Linked DNA regions of Mus musculus: regions 2, 3 and 4 are each linked to region 1. A link is a contact called in public HiChIP or PLAC-seq and promoter capture Hi-C data. All regions are on one chromosome and are shown on one strand. Each heading gives the region's core, a stretch centred on a gene start, on an enhancer-like site or on the middle of the called end of the contact. The rest is flanking DNA. Distances are from core to core; before and after follow the strand shown.

The links. Promoter capture Hi-C pulls out the DNA fragments that hold promoters and counts their contacts. HiChIP or PLAC-seq counts read pairs in DNA pulled down with a chosen protein or histone mark.
Region 2: a contact with region 1 is called in an H3K4me3 HiChIP or PLAC-seq map of fetal liver, with 2.9 times the contacts expected there. The contact joins the promoter of Rxrb here to the promoter of Zbtb12 in region 1. A contact is called at or near these places in 5 of 39 promoter capture datasets (the SN4741 cell line, hippocampal neurons, liver and 2 more), 5 of 484 Hi-C or Micro-C datasets (the HL-1 cell line, embryonic stem cells and myocytes), 13 of 115 datasets of contacts at active chromatin or transcription factors (astrocytes, cardiomyocytes, embryonic forebrain and 8 more) and 2 of 9 other capture datasets (embryonic stem cells and liver).
Region 3: a contact with region 1 is called in a promoter capture Hi-C map of cranial neural crest. The contact joins the promoter of H2-Oa here to the promoter of Zbtb12 in region 1. A contact is called at or near these places in 3 of 39 promoter capture datasets (the C10 cell line, cranial neural crest and pre-B cells), 2 of 115 datasets of contacts at active chromatin or transcription factors (embryonic hindbrain and forebrain) and 2 of 9 other capture datasets (embryonic stem cells and liver).
Region 4: a contact with region 1 is called in an H3K4me3 HiChIP or PLAC-seq map of bone marrow-derived macrophages, with 4 times the contacts expected there. The contact joins the promoter of H2-Ab1 here to the promoter of Zbtb12 in region 1. A contact is called at or near these places in 2 of 39 promoter capture datasets (the HPC-7 cell line and hippocampal neurons) and 1 of 115 datasets of contacts at active chromatin or transcription factors (bone marrow-derived macrophages).

What each region holds. Positions count from the first base shown.
Region 1 is chr17:34,893,243-34,895,868 of GRCm38.p6, forward strand. Zbtb12 (zinc finger and BTB domain containing 12) reads left to right here and starts at 1,317. Exons shown (of 2, transcript NM_198886.3): 1 at 1,317-1,527; 2 at 1,979-2,626. The coding sequence starts at 1,999.
Region 2 is chr17:34,030,530-34,033,155 of GRCm38.p6, forward strand. Rxrb (retinoid X receptor beta) reads left to right here and starts at 1,283. Exons shown (of 10, transcript NM_011306.4): 1 at 1,283-1,694; 2 at 2,298-2,515. The coding sequence starts at 1,469. Slc39a7 (solute carrier family 39 (zinc transporter), member 7) reads right to left here and starts at 1,161. Exons shown (of 7, transcript NM_008202.2): 1 at 295-1,161; 2 at 37-205. The coding sequence starts at 729.
Region 3 is chr17:34,091,055-34,093,680 of GRCm38.p6, forward strand. H2-Oa (histocompatibility 2, O region alpha locus) reads left to right here and starts at 1,325. Exons shown (of 5, transcript NM_008206.2): 1 at 1,325-1,474. The coding sequence starts at 1,393. BC051537 (cDNA sequence BC051537) reads right to left here. Exons shown (of 5, transcript NR_046183.1): 3 at 1,386-1,491.
Region 4 is chr17:34,261,908-34,264,533 of GRCm38.p6, forward strand. H2-Ab1 (histocompatibility 2, class II antigen A, beta 1) reads left to right here and starts at 1,320. Exons shown (of 6, transcript NM_207105.3): 1 at 1,320-1,498. The coding sequence starts at 1,405.

The DNA.
Region 1 (2,626 bases), core at 67-2,566:
GGGAACAGCATCTCTTGGGTGTGAGAATTCGGTTCAATCAGGAATGAACTTTGTATGGGCGGATGCAGGTCCAGCTGAAAGCCAATGATGTCAACACCCAGCCATTTATTGTCTGACTTTTATTTGCAAAACACAGCCCATACATAACTTAATTCCTGTATTCAAGATGTCTTGGGGGGGGGGGGGGCATCGGGTTGCAAGCAGTTGAGCATCCTCAGGATTGAGAAGCTTCCTGGAGGGTGTAATAAAAAAAATATAACCTGCAGGCAACAGCGGCCACCCCCTGAGGACTTTATTCTTTAAAGCCAGTGTGGGTATTTGGGGTGCACAGAAGCGCTGGTGGGCTAGCCTTCAAGACAGGTACTCACATTGAAGTTGTGTTGAAGGTAGTTTTGGAGTGGCAAAGAAAGCCAGTCCGGAGTAGAGTGGGTATCTAGGGTCAGGGAGCATCTCCTCTTCTGGGACAGGACAGAGTGGGTGCAGAGAAAATTATAGATGGCACATTAGTACCAATATAAATAATTGCACAATTTGCAAGATTAGTCCCAGGGTTAATTACACAGTGAAGGTGAAACGCACTAATCTTTCACAGTATGAGTGGGGTTCTTGACCTTGGCAAGAAGTCAGAGTGGATAAAATAGAAGGGAGAATGAGTGTGATTGACGTAACCGTGTGCTCTAAGCCGGACAAGCTGAGGGCAAGCGCTGGCTCATCAGGCTTTGTGGAAAGTGAAATTCTCTTTTAGATCAGGACTACAGTGGGCACCAGCTTCAGAAGACTTGGAAAAGTCTGGAAATGTGGCCTGAGGAACTGTGCACACATTCAGCGGAGGATGCACCCGAGGGCAGCAGTGATCCTAAGATTGGTAGGCCACCGGCAGGTCCAAGGCTCTGGGAGGTGGCCTGACTCGCACAGCTGGGCGGGAGTGACGCCTTGCTGGAGAGCAGGTGGCCGCGCAGATTGCGCAGTTCCCGGGGAGCGCGCGCGCTGGGGGGCGCGGGGCAGGCGGGGCTAGCGGGGACGCGCTGGGGCGCGGGAGGGGGGCTCTAGGAGCCGGGGGCGGGGCCGAGTGCGCGGGCCTTGGCACGCACGCGCAGACGGGCCGCGGGCCCCAGAGGCAGAGAGGAGGGGGAGCGTGAAATAGGGGGCGGTGTGGAGCGTATTTCCGCTCTGGCGGACAAATAATCCTGGCCAAAGGGGAGGCCCGACTGTCCAGCCCTTTAACCGCGTGGGGGTGCCGGGGGAGAAAAGGGGGGTCGGGGAGGGGGAATCCTGCTCCTTTAATTCCCTCCCCTCTTCCTCCGCCCCGAGTCCGCGAGGACGCTGCGCTGCGCGGGGCCTTGGAACACTCGGCACGAGCTGCCCCCGCCCCTCCCCCTCCCGCCCACGCGGAGCCGGCCCGCGCGCGCACCCCGTGCACCCCCGCGCCTGCGCGCTGCCCCGGCCCTGCCCGTGTGTGGGGGGCGTCGCTGGCCCCGGGGGGGTGGGGGACCAGGGGGGAAAAATCAGCACGCGGAACCGGGCCAGGTGAGAGGCGCGTGCACCCAGGGTCGTGAGTCTGGGTGGGGGGGCGTGCCACGGAGATCTGCGCGTGGGAGGGGGGCGTGCACGACCTGTCCGGGCGGTGGGAGGACGTGAAAAGGGGGACTCACAGCAGCGCGGCCCAGGCTAGAGCGAGGCGGGTGAGGAGTACCTGCAACCGGGGGCCACCCCAGAGTTGCAATCCTCTGGTTTTTTCCCCCCATCCACCCCTTTATCCATTCTCCCGTGGGCGCGCGGGCTGCGGGACTGGGGGGTGTGGACGCCGCTGCCCCGCCCCCGGGAACCACGCCTCCCTCCTCGGAGGGACCGCGCCTCCTTGGAATTGGGGAAACTGAGGGAGGCGCGCCAAGACTAGGGAGGTAGGGATGAGGGGTCTGGAGCCTTGGCCTCCGACAGCCAGAGACCTTTGTCTCTGACTCGTTTCCTTCCCACCCAGGGCAGTCCACTCCCGCCACAATGGCCTCTGGGGTGGAAGTCCTGCGCTTCCAGCTGCCTGGCCACGAGGCCGCAACGTTGCGGAACATGAACCAGCTCCGTGCAGAGGAGCGGTTCTGTGATGTGACCATCGTGGCCGACAGCCTCAAATTCCGTGGCCACAAGGTCATCCTGGCCGCCTGCTCACCGTTCCTCCGGGACCAGTTCTTGCTGAACCCCAGTTCTGAGCTGCAGGTCTCACTGATGCACAGCGCGCGTATTGTGGCGGACTTGCTCCTCTCTTGCTACACAGGCGCCCTGGAGTTCGCAGTCAGGGACATCGTGAACTACCTGACAGCAGCCTCCTACCTGCAAATGGAGCATGTAGTGGAGAAATGCCGGAACGCCCTTAGCCAGTTCATTGAGCCCAAAATAGGCCTTAAAGAAGATGGGGTCAGCGAGGCTAGCCTCCTAAGCAGTGTCAGTGCCACCAAGTCCCTCCTCCCTCCAGCCAGGACCCCAAAGCCAGCTCCAAAACCCCCACCACCACCTCCTCTACCCCCTCCGCTCCTGCGACCGGTGAAGCTGGAGTTTCCGCTGGATGAGGACCTAGAGCTGAAGGCGGAAGAGGAGGATGAGGATGAAGATGAAGATGTTTCTGACATCTGCA
Region 2 (2,626 bases), core at 33-2,532, 860 kb before region 1:
CTTAAGCCTTTGAGGCGGAGCCCACAAGTTACTTACCCAAGGCATGCGGGATGAGGTGGAGGAACGCATCACCCAGGAGCCCCCCGGAAGCAAAACTGAGCAGGATCTGGAGCAGAGAGCGGTGCCTGGGAGAGTTAGATTCTACTGGGATGAGGAACAGCACGAAGAACGGAGCTGCGGAGATCAGCACTGTGGCCCCCAGTGCCTGGTGGAGAAGCACAATCAGAAGGCAAAGATGGAGCTTCCCACCGATTAAGAACCAGTCCCTCTTCCCCACATCCCCTGGCGACTCACGTAGGCCCAGAGGGTGACAGTGTCCAGGTGGTGTTTGATGCCTGGAGCCCCAGCCTCCCTAGAAGTCCCATGGCTATGTTCACGATGGGCATGTCCATGTCCTCCGTGGTGGAGGCTATCGTGGGAGTGGCCATGGCTATGGCCATGGTGTAATTCCTCACGTGAGTGTCCATGGTCGTGGCTGTGGGCATGCCCATGCCAGATGCTTTCATGAGTGTGGCCGTGGCCATGGTGGAAATCTTCATGCGAGTGCCCGTGGCTGTGGCCATGGTGGAAATCTTCATGTGAGTGCCCGTGACTGTGGCCATGGAAGTCCTCTTCCACATCTTTGTGCAGGTCACCATGACCCTCGTGTCCGGCCACCAGCAGCCCCAAAGCCGCCCAGGTCAGCAGTCCCACAGCCACCCAGTGGGGGGCCCGCAGGCCCATGGTCATCACGCTGACCGGAGGAACAAGAGACGACTCGACTTGACTCTCAATCTACCTATTCGGGATCCGCGTCCCTTGAAGCCCTTCCTCTATACTACTTGCTCCGCTCTTACATTGTCCCCAAGGCCGGTCCACCTCATCCCCAACACCCTTCCTGGATGCAGCCCCCCACCCCCGACACCGCTCTAGCCTTTGATCAGCAACTTTACGGTCTCTCTGGGCCCGCGTCTCTATGGCCCACTGGTTGGGGTAAAGGCCTGGAAAGCGCCGTAAGGGAGCAGCAGGGACCTCTCACCGGCTCCGGGATCCTCTCGGTTCTCGGTTTGCTGGGACGTGGCACTCACGCCTCGAGCTCCCGCGAGATCCGGAAGCTCCCTTTCTTGCCTGCGCCCCGATACCTTTACCAACATGGCGGCGCCCCGAGGGCGGCGCGGCCACGGCGTCAGGACGCATGCGCAGAGCTGGGGGGTTATCCGAGGGGACGGCGGGCTGGCGGGCACCGCCTCCTCCGTTTCCACCTCGGCGAAGGGGCGGGAGCTCAAGGCGAGACTTCCCGTCTGTACAAAGATGGCGGCCGCGCCGGTGCTGTCATCTCAGTGCCGAGCCGAGCGCGGCTCTTGAGTCGCGCTGCCACAGGCCGCGGCCTGCTCGCCTCCGCGGCTTCGTCGCGGCCCCCGAGTCCCCCGCTGTCCCCCCTGCGCGTCCCTGGCGCCTCTCCGGCTTCCCCGCCCTCGGCCCGGGCGTCATGTCTTGGGCCACTCGTCCGCCCTTCCTCCCGCCGCGGCATGCCGCGGGGCAGTGTGGGCCGGTGGGGGTGAGAAAAGAGATGCATTGTGGGGTCGCGTCCCGGTGGCGGCGGCGGCGGCCCTGGCTGGATCCCGCGGCGGCGGCGGCGGCGGCCGGAGAGCAGCAAGCCCTGGAGCCGGAGCCGGGGGAGGCTGGCCGGGACGGGATGGGCGACAGCGGGCGGGGTGAGTGTCCCGTGGGCCCGGGCCGGCGCCCCTCGCGCCCCCTCCCCGCGCTCCCGCCCCCTTGTTTGTAAACACGCGCCCTCGACGTCCCGAGGCCCAGCGCCCTCCCCCGGGGCGGGGCGCGGCGGGGGAGCTTCCGCCCTTCAGGTTCGGGCCCGCGGCGGGGCCTGCGTGCGCGGTCTCGGGCGTGGGAAGGACACCGTTCCCCGTGGGCTGGAGGACTCTGGGCATTCGAAGGCTGAGCTTACGCTCTGGGACCGGGTATTTCTGCCATACTCTTTGCCCCGAATGTTCTAAGTTGGGGTTGGACGAGGGGTTCGCTGCTACACCTCCACGTGCTGCTTCACAGCCCCCCCTCCCGAGGTCAGCTTGGGATGACCCAGTAGCCCCGCCTGACCTGCCTCCCTTTTTGTCAACCGCCTCCTCTCACGACTATTAGAAGTGAAATTGTTGTTTGGCCACTTGGTATTTCTGAACTCCAGGGTTGCGGGCTGTGGTGGGTCAGGGAGAATTAAAGTGTCCATTTGGATGATCAAAAGGCTCACTTTCTCTTCTTGTCTCTCCTGTCCGTGTGTGTCTGCCTTGTACGTACCCACTTCTCAGATTCCCGAAGCCCAGACAGCTCCTCCCCAAATCCCCTTTCTCAGGGGATCCGTCCGTCTTCTCCTCCTGGCCCACCTCTTACCCCTTCAGCACCTCCACCTCCAATGCCACCCCCGCCACTGGGCTCCCCCTTCCCAGTCATCAGTTCTTCCATGGGGTCCCCTGGTCTGCCCCCTCCGGCTCCCCCAGGATTCTCCGGGCCTGTCAGCAGCCCTCAGGTGAGAGAGAGGTTGTGGCCTGCTTATTGCCACTGTGCCTTCAGTTCCTTGTTCTCAACTTCTCACCCCCACTCCCCATCTTTGGGTGAACTTCCCCAAAACCCGTTGATC
Region 3 (2,626 bases), core at 75-2,574, 800 kb before region 1:
ATCTGCAGAGAGTACACTGTGTCCCCTGGAGTTGCAGTTACAGAATGTCGTGAGCAGCCTCTTGAGGGCGCTGTTTCCCAAACTCTGGTCCTCTGGCAGAGCAGCGTGGGATTTTAAGGCTGAGTATTTCCCAGCCTGCCCACCCACTGCATCTTTTGAGATGGCTCTGCTGCTGACCCTAAAGCCCTAGAGCTCACCTGTTTGGCTAGACTGGCTGGCTAGCCAGTTACACGGATCTCCCTGTCTCTGCCCCGCCACGGCTGAGGGTTTACAGACATGTGCCACCATGCCTGGCTTTTTCGGTGTGTTGGGAATCCAAACTCACGTCCTTGTGCTTGTGTGGCAAGCACTTTACCCACAGAGCCACCTCCGCAGCACCCGGAACGAGTATTTGTTACAAACTTCACTGAGCCAAAGCAACTCGCTGGAGCCAAAGTCGCAGACTTCTCAGACAGCGTCAAGCTTGAAAACCCTTGATTTCAGCCTCTTTGGAAGATGGCTGCCACAAGTTTGATGGAAGTTCTCTTTACCCATTTCTATTTCCTTTCTCTTTTTTGAGACAAAGTTTCTCTATGTAGCCTGGCTGGCCTGGAACTTACTGTGTAAACCAGGCTGCCATTGAACTCATAGAGATTCACCTGCCTCAGCCTCCAGAGTGCTGGCATTAAAGGCGTGGCCTGAATCTCTCTATTTACTGTATTGACTGAGTCCTTCCAGTGCCAGCCATTGGCTGAGTTCACCAATAGGCAAACGCTAGGTGCATGCGGACCCTGGTCAACCTCTGGCCAGCGTGCAAGAGGGTGTCTGGGGACTAGAAGGGACAAATGGAGACCACCAATGTCCTCTGCCCACCCCATGTCACTTGTAGGAACTGCCTGTAGTGTTCCTTCAGGGGGAGCATCTTCAGCCGTTACACAGTCTTCCTTACAGATAAAATAAAATAATGTTTTTGAAAATGATTTACAAATATAAGAGTTTCTATGCTGTGATTTATTATATCCAATGATCTCCCTTTAAAAGTTCTTAGTGTGTTTTGTTTTATATTTTACCCCCCAAAATTTCCAGAGGGACCCACAGGAAAAATCAGGTTCTATCATGGACCAGATGGAGGCTTTGCCCAGCATAGCCATTTGGTGCTCTGTGACTTCTCTGCTCCTTCCTGAAGCCCCTTCTTGAAAGGTGAAGTGACAGATGACCCATGGCCTCCACTCTCCACCTTCTCACCCAGACTCTTTACTTCCTTGCCCAGCAACAAACCCATTATCTCAGAGAACTGCTCTGATTGGCTGCTTACCGCAAGGGTCTTCCCCTAACCTGGACTCTGTTTCTTTTTACCTCGATCTTGCTCCCTTGCTTCCCAAACAGACGTTGTTAGAGCCACTCACCCCAGCAATGGTCCTTTTTGTGGAGCTGGTCCCGGTACTCCTAACCGCAATGAGCTTCCTGAGTCCCCGAGGAGTAAGGGCCATCAAGGGTAAGTGCTGGGGACACCTGGGAGTGGGAGAGTACAGCACAGGGGAAAGTGTCTCTCTCTGTGTCGGGTATATGGCAACTCCCTCCACCTGCAGACAAATCCCTGCCACCTCCATTGTGGGCCTAACCACTGGGCTGAGGCTGGGTCTCTTCTGGGCTTCTTTTACATTCAGAGCCCCCCTCAGCTCTTCCTCTTTTCTGAGATCCGTGCCCTCACCCGCCTCACTGCAGAGCACCCTGGCTCCTGAACCACTTCCTGGCTGCAACAAGCAGTTCTCATCCAGCTTTGTTGCAGTGTTTTGGTTTTCCCCGTTTGTTTTCTGTCACGCTGGGCTCATGACAGTCCCTTACATTCCTCAGAAGTGTAGAGCTCTGAAAGAGTCAGTGGAAATGTAGCCCTGACACCAGGAAACAGCACTTTGTCGAGGGTGAGACCTATTAATCAACACTCCCAGATGGAAGGTGGAATGTAAAGTTTGAATCTTGGGGTGTTTGTTTGTTTGTTTGTTTCTTTATTAAATTGGCTTTTTGAGACAGGGTTTCTCTGTGTAGCCCTGGCTGTCCTGGAACTTACTCTGTAGACCAGGCTGGCCTCAAACTCAGAAATCTGCCTGCCTCTGCCTCTCAAGTGCGCCGTTGCTGCTGCCAGGATTGAACTCCTGACTTTATGTCCTGTGTTATCTTACAATACTTTGGGAACTTCTCTCTCCCTCCATGTGTTAATGAGGCAGAGTTTCATTGAACTAGGCAGCCCACGCTGGTCTTGAACTTCTGATCTTTCTGTCTCTACCCTCTCTGTGCTGGGGTTGTAGGGATGTGCTGTCATGCCTGGCTTGTGGAAAGCGGCCCTTTTCCTCACCCTGGTCTCTGGATCATGGATATTATTACATCATGCTCCTGTCTGTCACTGTCCCTCACCCACTCCTATGCTAGCTTTCTTTCCCAAAAGCTCCCTTCAGTGCTTCCCCTTAACCATTTCCTCCTCGCCCCAAATTTACCATCTTACACACAAGGTCTGACAGGGTGGCTGCCTCTACAGCTACAGCAGATGATGGAGGCCTGGAAACCTGACACCATCTCCTGTGGGCTGTCTCTCCTTTTCCCAGCCTGCTTTGTCAGCTCCACCCATGCATGCAGTGGCCACGCCCCCTCT
Region 4 (2,626 bases), core at 70-2,569, 630 kb before region 1:
CACTGCCATGGTCCCTGAATGGCCATGTTTGTCTGCTAACCCTTTCCACATCTGAGTTGATGTTTCTCCTGCATGCTCCCTGCCTAGGCTTAGGAGATCTGTGTCTGTCCTGAGCAGAGCTGATGGTGAGAGCCCAGTGCGGTCCCTCTCTGGTTCTCTACATCAGGGTGCCAGTGTGGACCCTGGAATGCTGCAGTTCACCTGCGCTGCTGGAGCCCCCACGGGATGGTCTTGTTACCCAACTCTACGTCTTTCCCTTTTCCTTCATCAACTCTGTTTTCAGGTCCTGACCCCTGTTTAACTAGGATCTAAAATAATAGAGATAGTGTTGTAGTTTCAGGGAAAGAGACTTATTGTTTAGTCATTTGGTATTTGTCAGGTACCATTCCAGCTGATGGACAATTAGACTTAGTAGTGTATACCTGAGGAGAGATGTATTTGAAGCACAAGTTGATGACTCTGTTATTCAGCCTGGCACAGTGTGACAAACCTATGGCTGTCCCTTCCTGAAACTGCTATTTTACACCATTAGCCTTTTGTCCTTGAAATTCCAGGCAGCTGGATCTGGAAGCCCTAAAAGGTTGTGGAGTTTTCCTTAGCTGACATCATGGTTATGGAGGATTTAAACAGCAGAAGAATCCACAAGAGCAACGTTGGGCTGATCAACTTCTGTATTTTCATTGGAATATCGTGAATGTAGAAGACTCCTGCATGGGGAAGGTGCATGAGCCAGCAGGGCTGAGACACACATTAACCTGACATTTCCAACATGTACACAGGACAGCTCAATGCTTTCCATTATTAACCACATCACACTGCTCTTCCATGTGAGCTTATCAAAACCTAGAATACAGTTCAGGGAACATGGCTTGCATTTTACAAAGAGAATTCCAGGATTGGAAAGAGGCTCAGCGACTCCCCAAGAACTCTGCTTTCTCACCTGAGGCACCCCAGAGGGTCAGATGTAACAAAACATGATTTCTCTGTCTCTTAATACATGTCACACTCATTTCTCCCACTACAACCTCAAGTGTAAGAACAGTAGATTTGAAATAATTATCCCAAAGTTGTCTATACTTCACGCACTTTTCTCTTTAAACCCCCAAACACAGGCAGTCTGCAGTTTAGAAAAGTTTACTCTGTAACTGAGAGGAGCAGTCACCTCAAACGTTCATCCAGTGGGGCTCATGAAGAAACAGACCATGCCGCGCATAGAGAGCCTTTGTAAACAAAGTCTACCCAGAGACAGATGACAGACTTCAGCTCCAATGCTGATTGGTTCCTCACTTGGGACCAACCCTGACACTCTGGGATTTCAGATCACTCCAGGCTACAGAACTTTGCTTTCTGAAGGGGGCACAGCAGGTGTGAGTCCTGGTGACTGCCATTACCTGTGCCTTAGAGATGGCTCTGCAGATCCCCAGCCTCCTCCTCTCGGCTGCTGTGGTGGTGCTGATGGTGCTGAGCAGCCCAGGGACTGAGGGCGGAGACTCCGAAAGTAAGTGCCGGGGGCAGGGCTCTCCAGAGCCAGCACTCTGGGGGTCGTGTTCTGAGGGACCCTGGGGACTCTGGGATGTGGGAGGGGGTGGCAAAATCCTGATTTTACTATAGATTTCCTTTCTCTGAAGAGAGAGTGAGACTCCATTCTCACTTCTGTGTTCTAATATTGAGTTAGGATGGTGCCGCCGCCGGTGCGAGCCTGACATATAAACGGAGGAGGAGGAGGAGGCGGCAGAATTTAAATCGACCACCAAAGATAAGGGTTGTGCATGGGGAGACAGCAGGGCTTACAATACCAGTGCCCCCACCCACTCCCCCGTACAGGGCTTACAATACCAGTGCCCCCCACCCCCACCCCGTACATTGTCTGGAGGAAATGCCAGATTCTGAAGTGGGGAAACAGATCAGCGATGGTCTGTGGTCCCGATGTTTGCGGACAACTCCTCATGTGGAGTGGAGGTTTAAGAGAGCGAACTCTAGGCGTCTAACTCAGAGAGAAGCCAGTGACCAAGAAACCTAATTTTTTTGGTCAAATGGAATCCAGAACTCAAACACTGAGTTAGTAAATTGAATTTCCAAGAAAACACTAGGCCCAGAAGGGACATATGTGATACATACCCTGGGGTGAGCGGAGGTGTCCTAGTTCGTTCGGAGACCAGAGAGTAAATAAAGCCCCAGTCCCCTAAGCCATAGAGGTGTCTTCAGTCTCGCAGTTACCCTTAAGATGCCTGGAGTGACCGTGCAAGCAGGCAGTTCTCAGAGGTTGCCTGGATTCCCATTTGTTGGTTTTGTAGTCGGGGCTCTCCTGAGAACGAGTGCCCCCTAGGGGGTCAGGGCCTTTTGCACACAGGAGAGAGTCCCACAGGGTGGGGGTGGGGTAGCAGAAACTGGCAAATATTTTATTTATTTTTTGTATCCTAGTTTTATTAGTTCGCTGAGAATTTCGTACAGTTTTGGTCATATTTACTCCCTCTTCCAACTCTACCCAGGCCCATCCCCCCCCCTCTACCACCCAACTTTTGGTGTCCCTTAGTTTTATTATTATTTTTTTTTTCAAATGTACCAAGTACCGTTTGCGTTTCCTGAGGCGTATTCTTGTGAGGACGAGCCCGGTCGCCCCATCCCT